Regions from separate parts of the Gossypium arboreum genome. Here region 2 is linked to region 1. A link is a contact called in public Hi-C data. All regions are on one chromosome and are shown on one strand. Each heading gives the region's core, a stretch centred on a gene start, on an enhancer-like site or on the middle of the called end of the contact. The rest is flanking DNA. Distances are from core to core; before and after follow the strand shown.

Region 1 (7,709 bases), core at 1,953-4,452:
ACCCGTGGCTATGTTCCATATTTATCAATCCACACAAAGCCAATGGGAGGATATTGTTAGCTCTTTAATTGCGCTATTAATTCCACTGTTGCTAGTAAAACCATGCCATACACAATGCATGTACCCAACATATTGGCTATTGGCTCGATATCTTAGAGCATAAGCCTTCACTTATATCAAAGCACATCAGTTACATATGCATGGTTAGTGAATAACACAAGATTTAGGAAAATTACACCTTGAATGTCACAAGTGAATTAATTCACAAACGGATTCAGAATTAATTCATTTTGGGTCTAGTCTAATGTATCATTTTGCTAATGAATACATCTATGTCTCTACCCGTGGATTCAACTACTCCGATAGCCAAGACTAGTCATCTTTTCAATTGCAATTGCAGACAACATAATAATCCTTCTCAATATTTGAATCAAATGTTCACTTTGATTCTTTTACAGGATTATAGACTCGTTTAGATTATCTACTGGATTAAGTTGTCTTTCTCACAATATAAACGTTCTTACAATTCCACTTATCATCAGTTTGAACTTAGACAATCAATGAGCTATTATTTGCTTGTCACAGTTTCGCTATGCATACAAAATATGAAAGACAGAAATACAAAAGACATAACAGTGAAATGTGAAATTTATTTATTCATCATTTAAATACATAGTAAACAGATACATGATTACTATAATATAGATGCATTTTCCAATTGAGTTTACCTACTGATTTGGCAAGAAAGCGCATCTAGCTGGATGCACTTTCCACTAATACGAGTTTTCACTAATATTTTCATAAAGTCTGAAAAAAGTACCTTGACCGAGAGAGCTTTTTTGCATATTTGAAGCACGTTCTGAAGATATTCAATGAAAACGTTGGTATTACCACGCGTTTTCGATCATGGAGATTTTTTCCTTTACAATCTCACCCTTCTTTTACGACTATAAAAAGGGGCTCCCCCTCCACTCCATCATCCTTAAAACATCATCTCTCCCAACCTTTATCCCTTCACTTTACAATATTTCTCTCTCTCTCTTTTCTTTCCTGCTTCAGTGTTGAAAATTTCCATCACTAATAAAATTGTCGGTTTAAGGTATTCTTGAGTCGTCGGTGATGTGATATCTCTCCAAGACACACATTTCATATATCTTGTCGGGATGGAACCTTTACCTCTTAAACCTATCATGTGGAAGTCGAGTTCCAAGGTGATTTTGCTTTATTCGGTCACGGGTGGAAGTCTGCGTAGAGGTCTCGGTCGACGGTTGTTATGAGGTCGTGATCAGAGTTTAATGGGGGAGGGCACAAGCTCAAACTTTTTGGATACCCGGAGATGTTGCCTTATAAATACCATACAAAAGTTTGAGGGCATAATCATAGGAAAAAACTGTGGTGCTTCACGTTATAATTGGCGTAGTTTGTTCCTCTATTTCCACGTAATCAATATCTTTAACCTTACTTCTTATCCGAAGGCCAACACCACTGTGGGCATAGGAGGACTCTCATGCGGGGAGTGATTATTTCGATAGAGTAAAGGTAATGCTCTTTTTGGGGCGACAACGGTTGCCATTATTAAATAACTCATTAATAACTACAATCGTTGCCGTGTCGATCCGAGTTTAACCTCTATTTCCACTAAAACATCTGCTCTCAGCCTGAGAGCCCTCTTGTGTCCACCTCAGTTTCAGCCTTCGGATGAGAATAAAATGTTAAAGATACTGACTAATTGGAAATAGAGAACAATTATGTTGATTACACTAGAAAGCCCTCCGTTTTCCCTATGACTATGGCCCCAATATTATGTATAGTATATACAATGCATCATTTGCGGGTATCCAAAAAGCTTGAACTCGTGACTGCATAATGACCATCAACTGGCCCCTGATTATACTCAAACTCGTGACCGCATCATGGTTGCTGACAGGGACCTCCATTTAGACTTCGACCTACGACCATATCAAGCACTGTCACTCAAAAACCAAACTTTCATAGGATGTGTTTCTGAGGTAATAATCCTATCCCAGCATGACATATGAAATGTATGTGTTCTGAGGAGCGTTATTGCATCTCCAACCCCTCAATTCTACATATAAACTTTTACGGTTTCACCCCTAAAATCCTAACCTTAAAAAAATTAAAAAAACTCCAACCTTATCAAAATTAAAAAAAAAAAATCGAGGAAAGTGTTTGTGAAAGTGCACCCAATTGGACACTCTTTCAGACACTCTTTCCAAAATCAACCTATTTTTCTAATTTAAAAAAAGTTACATCTAATTTAGCCATTTTATATGCTTTAGCAATATAAAAGCATAATCAAATAACCTGTATGAATGAATAATTTAATTTTTTTATAATTTAAAAACTTTTATAATCTAAAAATATTGACGGGAATAAATCTAAATAGATTATTGTTGAATCTTATTCGTTCCAGCAGATTTTTCTATAATATTTTTATTTTTATTTTTATAATTTTTATAATGATTTTTAAATGTATGTAAAAATTAAATTTCAAAATCTAATCTTTTAAATAAATTTATATTTTTTATCGACGTAGATCATCATGTTAGCAATGAAACGATTGACTCTGAAATCGTTAATGGCCATGTCAGCAATGCAATGATTAAAAACTAAAAATATTGATTAAATGACTTAATTAATGTAATTTGAAAATTTTAAAACTTAATTTAGTGCATATTATTGGAAAATTTTAATTGATTCTTTTCACCAAAATTAAAATAATTTTTAGCGTAAAATTGTTGATAAGTACGTACTACTTTATTCCAAGATTGTTTGAAACAAATCGATTAGTCGATGAGACCGGTTGAATCAAGAATCAGTTAGAATATCGATTTGGAAGAGGACATTAAATTGAGAATTAGTACAAACTAGTAGAACTAAACAAAAAAACTAAATGAACCAAGGCGTTGAACCGAAAATTTAAAATTTTCTAGGGTAAATTTTTTGATAAATAACAATGGCAATACCAATTGAAAACAATAATTTCAGCATATGTATGGACTACTTTATTCCAAAATTATTAGAACCGGATCAAAATAATTGATAAAATTGAGAATCGATTAGAATATCAATAAAAAAAAGCATTAAATTTAAAATTAATACAAACCAATTGAATTAGATAAAATAGCGGTTGAATCGTTGAAAAGAATTTTTAATTTTTATGAATTTATAATATTTATTTAATCGAATCTAAATCAAATTGATATAACCGATTGATAGACCTCTAAATCGATTGTTTATTGTAGGGATTAATGATGATTTTAATTTCTTAAATTTTAAAAAATGGAAACACACAATAAAAATCTACATTGGAAAGGATGCATTTAAACGCCGACAACACCAAAACGAAAAACAAAATTTTTTTGACTCCCAAATCCGAATCGTCTCCTCTCTCTTTCGCTTGTTTCCGCCACGGTCTCCGTATTCTCTTTATTCTTTTTTCCGCAAAAAATAAAATTTTCTTTGCTTTTTTTTTTTCATTTCTCTCGATGCCCTAGCCACCTTCCCTCGCCGGAACTTCCCAGGGCGCGTCGCCGCCGCCGGCGATATCTGTGGCACCAAGCTTCCAAATCTCTCTCCTTTCTCTAGGTTTTGGTTTGTTTGGATTGGATTTGATTACGCAAAAAGGAATAACAAGGACGACGAAAACGACGGCGTCGAAGGATCTATTAGGGGTTTAGTCTTGATGGCTGGCAATCGTAAAAAGGGAGGGAAGAAAGCAAAAATTAAGAATTTAAGCTTAGGCGATCTTGTTCTTGCAAAAATCAAGGGTTTTCCTGCCTGGCCTGCCCAGGTCTCTTTCTTATTCTCTTCCTTCGATATTACTTCTTTATCCTCAGTTATGCTATTTTCAATCTAGATGATTTTTTTATTTAATTTCTTAAATACTTAATGCGAACTTACGAAATTTGAATAAGTCGATGATGAGGTTTTTTTTCGCATGACGTTGGTAAATTTATTTTATACCTACATTGCCTTACTTCGCAGTATATTTGCTGGTTTTTATACTCAATTGGTTTCTTTTTAGTAAATGTTGTTTTACTTTATGTAAGGCCAAACTTTGGAATTTAATGTTTTCCAATACTTATGTTAGTTGATTGTTCTTTTTAGTGTTTCGGATTTGGGACTTGGCCTGTTTCTGAATTGAGTTACTTGATGCAAATATGCAAGTTTTTTATTTTTGGGACTGAAAAAATAGGGCAAATATGTGTTTTTTGTGGTTTTGTGCTAAATTGATTTGAACGTAGCAAGTGCATCAGAAATTTAGTCAGGGATATTGATTTATGTTTTATGTTTTATGTTTTATTATTTGTTACTTACAATTGGTTTTGAGGTAGATGCTGTGGGTTCTGAATTTCAGATTAGCCGGCCTGAAGATTGGAAGCAAGAACCTGACCCTAAGAAATATTTTGTCCAATTCTTTGGAACACAAGAAATGTAAGTATTGCACATCCAGTTTGTAAATGTTTGGTGAATCAGGGAGATGGCAACATGATGAATATAGATAGGTGATGTGTCTGTTTTTGGTTTTGCTTCTACTTTCTGGTTGGAGGGAATGCACATTTTATCATAAGATGGAACATGAAAAATGTTACTATGTAAATCCTAGAGCTATTAAATTGTTATTTACCAAATAACATGTTACATATGATGATACAAGCAGACAAACTTTTATGTAGTCTTTACATTGCTAATTGAACTATTTTGTTTCTTGTCAGTGCTTACTATAGGATGCAATGAGAGTGAATTCATTTTTTCTATCTGCTATGCTGTCTGTATTCTTTGATTCTTTTTCTTTCCATGCAGCTTTTTTGTTTGAGATTATAGGATGCATGTTCTAATAACAACAGGAGAAATTTTCTAATATGAAATGCTCTATGCTTGGTCTTTTTCAGTACCGTGGACATCTCTGTCATTTAATTTTAGATTGAATTATGTAAACTCCTCTTTCTAATCTTTGGGGGAATATTTTGGGCAGAAATGATAAGTCATGCTGATTATCTTGCAAATTTTATATCTTATAGTGTCTTCATATGATAATTTGAGAATTGTTGAGATGTCCTTTAGATAACCAAGCTTGTCATTCTAGGATGCAGAAAACTAAACATTAATGTCATTACAAATGGTGCAATTGTTTTCTTCTTGTACAGGTTCCTGAAGTAGCATGTGCATTTCATGTTACCTTTAATCTTCTTGTTCGTACCTTTTATTATTATATATATTTGAGTTCTTTCTTTTGGCATTGTGTAAGATGTCTCATTTTAATATTGGTTGTTAGCTAAGCTGCTGATGTTAGTTGATGGGGCTTTTTCGGATGTTTGTTGTGGTTAGGAATTTTGGTATGGCATATGTGGGTCAGTTAGGATTAGAGGTTTCTTTTATCAAAGACCACAATCTGTTCTTTCTGTCTTTTGTTTATTTTGTAATACTTGATATTCTCTTTTCTAGATCTCTTCTGTGTATTGTGTTCATGCACACGTGAGCAAGTTGATAAATTTAAATATCTTAAAAAAAAAAAGTTGGCTCTTAAAGCTAATGTTTATGTAATTGGGATTTTCATACTGCATTTGGGATGTAGAAAGGAGTAATGCTATTGTTTTCCAGCCAAGGGATGCATGCATCATTATTGTTTCTTACACTAATCTTTTCAATTCACTTGGGTTCTATTTGCTTACTCTGCTTCCCCAACTCTTCTTCTTTTGTAGAGCTTTTGTTCCCCCTGCAGATATTCAGGCATTTACTAGTGAGACGAAGAATAAATTGTCTTCCAAGTGTCATATTAAAACTAAGTACTTTGTCCAAGCAGTGAAGGAAATCTGTGTGGCATATGATGAATTACAGGAAGAAAAATGCCGAGGTTTGGGAAATGAAACTGATGGATCGAAACCTGGATGTGAGGCTTCAACTGTTGATGGGGTTGAGGTTGATGGTGTAGAGGCCAACTTAAAGGACGAAACAGCTGCAGTTGTAACTGGTGAAGAAGCCAGTAGCGATGGAAAAACTGATTTTGATTCGAGTGTGGGGTGCTGTTCGTGCAGAGGTGAGAATAATAATGAAGATATAAAGACATCAGTTTCGGTTCATGCGGATGATAGCTCATACCCAGTTATGTCTGCTGAGGGAAAACATAAAATATCTAATGGTGAACAACCTAAAAAGGAGGTGTCATCTGCATCATCTTTAGATAAGCCCTCTCTGATAACAGAAGAATTCTCTGATGATAAAATTGCTAATGCCAATTCTACTAAGAAAACATTAAGAGAAGATCAGAAATCAAAGAATATGGCTCCTGGGCCAAAGAAAAGAACTGAGGAAGGACAGAAAGGCAGCAGCTCAGCTGTAAAAGTTCTGAGGGATGATAAATCTGAAGGTTGTCTTGATTGGTCTGAGTCTGAGGAGCGATTGAAAGATAGAGGAAAAGGCAAAGTCTCTGGCATTGGTACACGAAAATTCTCACAAGATACTCTCAAAGCAGATTCTAATTACAGTGGTGGTAAAAAAGCAAAGGAGTTGCCGAAAACCAAAAGCAAATTCAAGGCCTCTGATGATGTACAGAACACTGTAGCCAATTCCAAAGCTGAGACCACTGGTAAGAAAAAAAGGTGTGAACCGGGACTTGGAAAAGCTAAATTAGGAAGAGTTGAAAGTTTACGTCCGGCCAAAAAGTCAAAGTTTGTAGATATGAAAAATGATGCCTCCAAGGGATCTCTTGGCAAAAAAATGAAGAGTAGTTCTTCAATTTCTAATGTCAGGGACAAAGAAGTTAAAAAATTGAAGTTGAAAAAATCCACATCTCATGTTATTTCATCGAGAGCCCCAACGGTGACTAGTTCTGATGTTTCTGGTGATGAAGCTGTGCTGCCCTTATCGAAGCATCGTCAGCAGGCTTTAGAGGCTATGTCTGATTCTGCCGCTCTTAATTCTAATGATAAAATTGGATCAAACCCTGTTGAATTGAAGAGTGATGCTCCAAGCTCCAATGTGAAAACTTCAGCTACCCCATTGCCAAAGAGGCGGAGAGCTGTTTGCCTATTTGTTGATGATGATGAAGATCCTGAAACTCCAGTTCATGAAGGATTTGCTCGGAATGTTAAGGTAACTCCTGTTGGCTCTGGTCCTTCACAGAGCATTGACGTAAATCATGTGACTACTGTCAATGCTCAATATAGTGTTGGAAATTCTTCCCATAATGAGAATGGTGGTCCCGAGGTGGCTTTTTCACAATTAGAAAATGATTCTGGCTCACCTCTTCAACCGCAAACTGCCGAAAGGAAGCCTTCTGCTCATGCCTCCATCACTCCTGAAAGATCAGAAGCGGAGGAGTTGGCTGTGAAGGAGGCTAAACCAGTCTTGATTTCCCCAAGGAAGTCTCCTCCTCTGGTTTCTGCTATCAAACAAGTTGAACAACATAAAACTACTAAAGCTACTGTTAAGGTTTCCAGTAACGGAACACGGAAAAAGGCTCTATCTGGCTCTGTTAAGGGGTCAGTTGTGGTTTCTGATGCTTTGAAGTCTTCTCAGAATCAGTTTTTAAGTCAAAGGTAGTTTCTTCTATATAAAGACTGAAATCTACTCTGAAAGCAATTTCACGTGTAAATGACTGCTTTTTTTACTGAAACTTCAATGGAGTATGGCTCTGCAATGTCCTTGTTATTATTGTTATATTTTCATTAATCTTTTTTAACGGT
Region 2 (7,709 bases), core at 1,780-4,279, 390 kb before region 1:
CTAGCTAATAGAACTCCACTTTTACACTTTTTACGATTCAGTCTTTTTCACTTAATTAATAATGCAAACATCAAATTTTTTTTAACAAAATTTTACCAAAACCTTAATATAATCCCGTAAATATTAAAATAATAAAAAAATAATAATTTACTCGTTAGATTTGTGGTCTCAAAATCACTATTCTGATTTCACTGAAAACGGGCTGTTACAGGAACACTCGAAGAAATGAGGACTTGTTGAAGCACAAGGTGAAGTGATAGGTAAAAAATTAGTATCAAGTGGAGTAAAAAGAGAAGAAGTAGGAAGCTTAAATGAAAAAATAGTTTCATGAAAAACCACATCTCTATTTAAAAAGAAAGTTTTTGTTAAGGTTAAATAGAATATCACATTTTTGCACATTAGAGTAACCCATGAATACTGAAGAAAAGGCTTTAGGAGAAAATTTATCTCGATAATGTGGAGTATTGGCATAACAAAGACCCAAAGGTCTTGAAATGAGAAAAAAAAATGGTGGTTTATTATATAATAGTTCAAAATGAGCTTTTCAAGCCAAAATAGAGGTAGGTAATCTATTAATGATATAACAAGCAATAGAAACACACTCTAAAATTTAATAGGAACATTAAAGTGAAAATTGAGAGATCTAGCAACTTCTAGCAAGTGTTAATGTTTTGGGTAAATTACCAAAATAGTCACTTTTGTTTACCTCAAGTTACAATTTAGTCATTTATGTTTGAAATGCTATGTTTTAGTCAGTTGCGTTAACGTAATGTAACATTTTAGTCACTGAGCCGTTAATTGCCGTTAACGATGTAATAGTAAGCTAATGTGGCACGTTAAATCATCATTTCAAACAAAAATTTTAAGTTAAATTATACAATTGGTCTTCGTATTAAATTATACAATTGGTCCTCGTATTTTTTCCTTTTTGAGCAATTTAATTTTTTTCTTTTATGTTCTTTTGACTTTCCTTTTTTTCTTTATTTTTCATTCTCTTCTGTTTCTCCCTCTATTTTTCTTCATTCTCCATCTCTTTCAACTTAGTTTTTCTATGTTTTCCATTTGTTTAAACTTTTTTGTGTTTATGAAAAAGAAAAGGCGAAAGCTGAAACTAAAATAAAATTTGCTTCGCATATTTTCACCCCAGAATTACAAACCTTCATCGTCCATCATCGCTTTAACAAATCAATTTGGATCTCTTAATGACCTAGTCCACAAGCTCGCCTCACTCAAATACCTCACCAGTCGTGACTTATGGTAGTCCACCCTCAACAAAGTTTCTTAAGCCCGTTCCCTTAACCTCCTAACCAACCCCCACTTCCACCTTATCTATTGTACCTACTACATTCTCGTCCTCTTAAAACTACATTGTTTCACGGATTCTTCAAATGAGCTCTACACTCTTAATGACTAAAACGACCATTATACAAAACTTACCCTCAACTTTACCCAAATCAGTTTGGTTCCATGCTCCATTTCTCTCTTCAGTTCATCCATGCTCAACTTCTAATCAAGCTTGCTTGGGAATATCCAAGAAGGTTTTGATCAATTTTATCGTATGCTTAATTTTATTCGTCAGAAAAGAAAATGAATAATTTACACAAATCTGTAAAAATTTGGAAACAGAAAAAAAATTATTTTGAATATAAAAATTCAATTTATGTTTAGATTTGATTAAGGATATTGTTTTTATATTGATTAGTTAGATCCAATTTTAGTTTCAATATTGGGTTATATTCAAATCAAGATTTGATTAAGAATGATTGATAATCAATTTTAATAAAGTTCAATTTAGGAATCATGTGAAAGAAATAAGGACTTGATTTATTTGGTGGGTAAAGATTATGTTTCAGTAGTAAAGAATATGAGAAGAGAGAAAAATAAAGGGAAGAAGAAAAGGAAAATAAAGAACTAAAAAGAAAAAATTAAATTGTTCAAAAAATAAAAATATAGAGAGTAGTTTTAACAAATGAAAAATATAGAAAAATTACGTTGAAAGAAATGAAGAAGGGATAAAAAATTACGTTAAAAGAAATAAAAATGGAGAAAAACAGAGATAAAAAATTACGTTAAAAGAAATAAAAATGGAGAAAAACAGAAGAAGAATGAGAAGAGAATGAAAAAAATAAAGAAAAAAATTCAAAGAACATAAAAGAAGAAATTAAATTACTCAAAATGAAAAAAAAATATAGGGACCAATTGTATAATTTAACCTAAAATTTTCGTTTGAAATGATTATTTAACATGCCACGTCAGATTTTTGTTACACCGTTAATGACAATTAATGCTTAGTGACTAAAATGTTACAACACAATAATGTAGGTGACTAAATCGTAACATTTCAAAAATAAGTTACTAAAACGTAACCTAAGATAAATAAAAGTGACTATTTTGACAATTTACCCTAATATTTTTTATCAATAATTCCATTTCATTTTTAAGCATTATCTTCTTATTTATAAGTTGAAAAGATATTATGGGTAATTATAAAATAGGTGTGGATAGAAGTTATAATGAAATTGTTCCTAAAAAAAAAGTTCAAATTTAGCTGGAAATTGAGTTTTACTAAAACATGAAACTGTTTAAGCAGATTAGAGCATCACCCTTGAGTCTCTACAAGTAAATCCAAGTCATTTTGAGTGTGTGGAGGCCCAAAAGCTTCAAATCTAGGAACTATCCTGGAATTTCCTTACACATACAAACTGAAAATGAAACCCAGCCCATCTAGTAGATATGTTTCGTTTTACCAAATGTTTATTTTTTGAGTTAATTGCACCGAAATCCTCAAACTCTGACTTTCTTTCAAAATTGATCTCCAAACTTTAGAACATTCTAAATACATCTTTAAACTATCTATCAATCGAGTTCTTTCGTTATTGAAATTGTTAATTTTGTAAGATCTTTTGTGATATAATCTTATGTCATATGAAAAATTTACATGTTATTTAATGGTTAAAATAACAGTTTTAATAATTAAAGTATCTGATTGATATAATATATATAATTTAGAGATGTATTAAAAAGGTTTTAAAGTTTAGTAACCAATTCAAAATTTGTTTGGTGTGATGAACTCATATTTTTCTCTCCCGTGTTCTCGGAAGCCAAAGCAATAAATTATTCCCTGAAAACAAACAAAACTTAAGAAATTAGATGTTTCTATCGCAGATCTACTAAAATTTTCGTCTCAGAAAGAACCTTACCCTGACAGAAGAAAAAAAAAAAAAACAAAAACCATTATCCTACATTCTTTTTCAATTTTTTTTGAATTTAAGAAACTTAGAGAAGAAAGAAAAGAGAAAAATGAACATATTCAGATTAGCAGGGGACATGACCCACTTATTTAGTGTTCTTGTTTTGCTCCTCAAGATTCATACCATCAAATCTTGTGCTGGTACGTCCAGTTTTCAAATATTTACTTCAATGTTCTTCTGGGTTCATTACATTTCACTGCATTTCATTTTGTATTTTTGAATAATTTACCGCTTTAAGATTACAAAAATGGAATTTCAAGGTTATATTGAATGTGGGGTTCTGTTAATTAGTTGTCTTGTTTGAGTTGTTGTACATGGCATTCGATATCCAAACTGGAATCTTGTGAAACGTGGATGTGTAGCTTAATGAAAATGCGACATTTTTTTTTCCTGTTAGTCGGAAAGGAATTCTTGTATTTTTCTGAATGGGCTTTTAATCATTTGAATGTATATAAATTGTGTATCTGAAGTTTTAGAAGCAAGGATATATGATCATGTAGTACTTTTGTTTTAAATTAAATCAAACTTGGAAACTGTCGTGAACTGAAGACTTGAATACAAGTAATTTGTCACTCCACCATTGGAATCTTTTGCTAGTTGTTGGATTTAATGAAAATATTTAGATAGAGGTCCAAGGGGTTTGTATTAGGTAGATTTGGGAGGGTTCATGGTTTGTTAACCTGGACTTCCTAAGATGGCATCTTATTTTTGCTTGTTTTCCTTCTATCTGTAGCTAGAAATATGTCGGGATTTGAAACAGTACTAGTATTCTTCTGGCTAGGAGATTTTATGGAAATCAAAAGGCAGATTAGATCATGTAGAATTATACTGTAGGTTTGTGGTTTTTATTCTTGCTGGCCTCAGATTTCTTGACAAACTAGATAAACCATATATGATAAGGCCTAAAACTACAGCTGTAGCTGAGGTAGTTTTTGGTTTTTTCTCTTGTTATGAGGAGTTGATTTGGGGTCAATGCTACCTAACTTTAGACTTGCTTGATTGGCTTATGGGGAAGTTTTCTTTTTCTTTTCTTCTTTCCTTTTAAATGTAACTATGGGATAGGATGACAGAAGTATTCATGGGTGGCTATAGCCATTTACTCTTTGGAAGTCAAGGTTGTCACTATAAGAAGTTAGATTTTGATGGCTTTGGATCTTTTATCCTTGATGCGATTTCTTATATTTGTGCAGGCATTTCCTTGAAGACTCAGGAACTTTATGCTACTGTCTTCACTACTCGTTACCTGGATTTATTCACTACTTATATTTCTCTCTACAACACAATCATGAAGCTAATATTCCTGGGGAGTTCTATCTCAATTGTATGGTACATGCGACATCACAAGATGGTTCGTAGATCTTATGATAAGGACCAGGATACATTTCGCCATTATCTCCTTATGCTGCCTTGCCTATTGCTTGCCCTTCTTATAAATGAGAAGTTCACCTTTTTGGAGGTATTGAAATCTTTCTTCATATTACAATCAGGTTGTGTGCTAAATTTATTCTGGTCAACTTAGAAGCTATATTACAGTGTGTTTATACTAATTATTTGTTGAGAGATTATCAGGCTCTATTATTTTTCAGACTATAATTTCATCTATTGGTATTTGTCTCTAAATATTGGTTGAGCAGGTCATGTGGGCATTTTCCTTATACTTGGAAGCAGTAGCCATACTTCCTCAGCTTGTATTGTTGCAAAGGACTAGAAATATTGACAACTTGACAGGACAATATGTGTTGCTCCTTGGGTAAACTCCGCTCTATAAATCCTATACATTTTCAAGTTTGCCATGATTTTATTATATTGCCTCAAAGGACGCTTACTTCCGTGCTTTCATTTGCATATAGTGTTGCTTCATTTTGTATTAGAATATGCTTAGTTGAATGGAAAAGGGGAAGGATGAAAAGAGGTGAGTGGAAAAAAAAATAAATTTTGAGTGTGCTTGGTAAAAAGAAAAAATAAGAGAAAAGAAAATAAGGAATATGATCATTTGCCATTCCTAATGCATAAAAACAAATCATTGCAAATTGGAATGATAAGCGGAGTGGAAATGAAAACGGTGCAAGTTAAGTGTGCATTTCACAAGATTATGCATTTTTCATAGAACTTTCTTTTCTTTCCTCCTATTTTTCAACTCTACCATGCAATGGATGTAAAGAAATTTTTTTTTTCATTTTTCCATCTTTCATATCTTGTACACCAATGGAAAGAAAAAATAAATTTTTTATCCCCCCTCGAATTTTTCATATTTCCGATTCTCATTCCACTTTACCAAGCATCCTTAGTTTGGTGGGGGAGAAAAAAGCATGAGAAAGTCTCTAAATTGAGTTGACATCTTATTTTCTCTTGATTGCTGCTGATTTTCTTTTTGAGGAAAAGCTGATATGATTTTATTTCAGATAGAAGATTTTGTTTTGAAACATAGTTAATTACACCTTGATATTTTGCCAGTACAACTGATGTTCTTGTGTATCATCTGTTTCATGCTTGAATGTTGCTCTTATTCTATATCCACTATTACCAGAAGTTAAGAGATTAGACAAGATCAAATTATCCATTATAAGATTTCTAGCAGTTTGGTATGCACCTTGGCGTAGGATCTAGTCACAGGTCTAGACGGGAAAGAATTCTTGCTTCGACCTATGGTTACTCAAAAGGCAGATTCGTCCTTGACTGAACCCCCTCTCAAAATAACGTTTCTTTTGATAGAATAATTGCTTACCTCTTTATTTCATATTGGCAGCCTTTTATAGACTGTTAATAACAAAGGAAAGAGTCCTAATTGACATAAAATAGAATTCCTAACTTAGAGTTTATGAAGGAAACAAAAACCTAATATAGTAAAACTAAAACTCTTAGTAAAACCTGATATAATAAATAAATAAAACTAAATACTCCTATTGCAATTAAAGCGTCCATATCATTACTTCCCTTTTCAGAATTGAGCTTGTCCTCAAGCTCAAATTCAGAATAAACTTCAGAACTTATCCAAAATCATTTATCTCATCATCATTTTGCTTGCCTTCAACATCTGGTACTTCTATCTAAAATAACCTTTTACATTTGTGTCCCATGGAATAAGACTCGTCACAATTATAACACAGCCCTTTAGCCCTTCTTTCCGCCATTTCTATCCATGTCAATCTCTTAACAAAAGGTGCAGAAGAACCTATTTTGCCGTTGTTCCCTGTTGGTTCTATTGTTTGTCCCCCTCCCTTTGCAATGTTCGTAGTTGTTGGAATGATTGAATTGCTGTCAGTGTTTTGGGAAGTTGGCCAATTCAGGATGGCTCGAGATGACTGTTTGGAAGAGACATTTTGTTTACGTTCCAATGTTCGAGCCATATTCATTGCAACTCCAAGATTTCCCGGTTGTTGCATCTCAATATCAATTCTAAGTTCCTCTACCAATCTAGCAGTAAAAAAGTTTACTTGTTGTCGAGGTTTAAGATCAGTAGTCCTAGCAAGTAGTGATTGAAATTGGCGTTGATATTCTTCTACTGTCCCAGTTTGTCTCAAGTTTGCAAGTTCCCCTAAGGGGTTATTACTCATAGGTGGCCCAAACCTGACATGACAACACTCTCTGAAGCATTCCCAATCTAGATTTGCCTCCTCTTCTTCGAATTGATCAAACCATAATTGTGCCTCTCCTAAAAGATGGAATGAAGCTAGGCAGACTTTGTCTTCTTCGTTGGCCCGTTGATTGCCAAAAAAATTTTCGCATCTTTTTAACCATCCTAAAGGATCTCCAATCCCATCATAAGTGGAAAATTCCATCTTAGAGTATCGTGGCACCATGGCCCCACCGTGTTGCGAATCTAAATTTCTTTTCTTGCCTCCACTGCTATCTTGTTCTTCATTATTTTTTTCTGAATCCCCGTTGTCTTTTGGACCAAAAGAGATAACATCGCCACCTGCTCCTCTAATGCTTGTTGCCTTGTAGCCATTTGTTCCATGAATGCCTCCAGCTTGGCTGTCAAAGTTTTTTCGTCACCCATGACAGTTGGCTCCGATACCAAGTTGGTATGCGCCTTGGCGTAGAATCTAGTCACAGGTCTAGATGGGAAAGAATTCTTGCTTCGACCTATGGTTACTCAAAAGGCAGATTCGTCCTTGACTGAACTCCCTCTCAAAATAACGTTTCTTTTGATAGAATAATTGCTTACCTCTTTATTTCATATTGGCAGCCTTTTATAGACTGTTAATAACAAAGGAAAGAGTCCTAATTGACATAAAATAGAATTCCTAACTTAGAGTTTATGAAGGAAACAAAAACCTAATATAGTAAAACTAGAACTCTTAGTAAAACCTGATATAATAAATAAATAAAACTAAATACTCCTATTGCAATTAAAGCGTCCATATCACAGTTGCATTAAGTTATTAAGCCAAACCAAAAGTGAGGATCTCCCTTATTTGATTTTGACCAACTCATGTTGTAAGCAACAGTGGAAGT

The links. Hi-C and Micro-C count contacts between places; a contact is called where the count stands out from the background.
Region 2: a Hi-C map of leaf shows a contact between it and region 1, with 4 times the contacts expected there. The contact joins the promoter of LOC108472097 here to the promoter of LOC108451483 in region 1. A contact is called at or near these places in 2 of 5 Hi-C or Micro-C datasets (both in leaf).

The regions. Positions count from the first base shown.
Region 1 is chr10:47,009,501-47,017,209 of ASM2569848v2, reverse strand. LOC108451483 (ENHANCER OF AG-4 protein 2-like) reads left to right here and starts at 3,202. Exons shown (of 13, transcript XM_017749176.2): 1 at 3,202-3,814; 2 at 4,382-4,458; 3 at 5,727-7,562. The coding sequence starts at 3,707.
Region 2 is chr10:47,396,260-47,403,968 of ASM2569848v2, reverse strand. LOC108472097 (ER lumen protein-retaining receptor-like) reads left to right here and starts at 3,029. Exons shown (of 6, transcript XM_017773617.2): 1 at 3,029-3,391; 2 at 4,442-4,707; 3 at 4,886-5,001. The coding sequence starts at 3,301.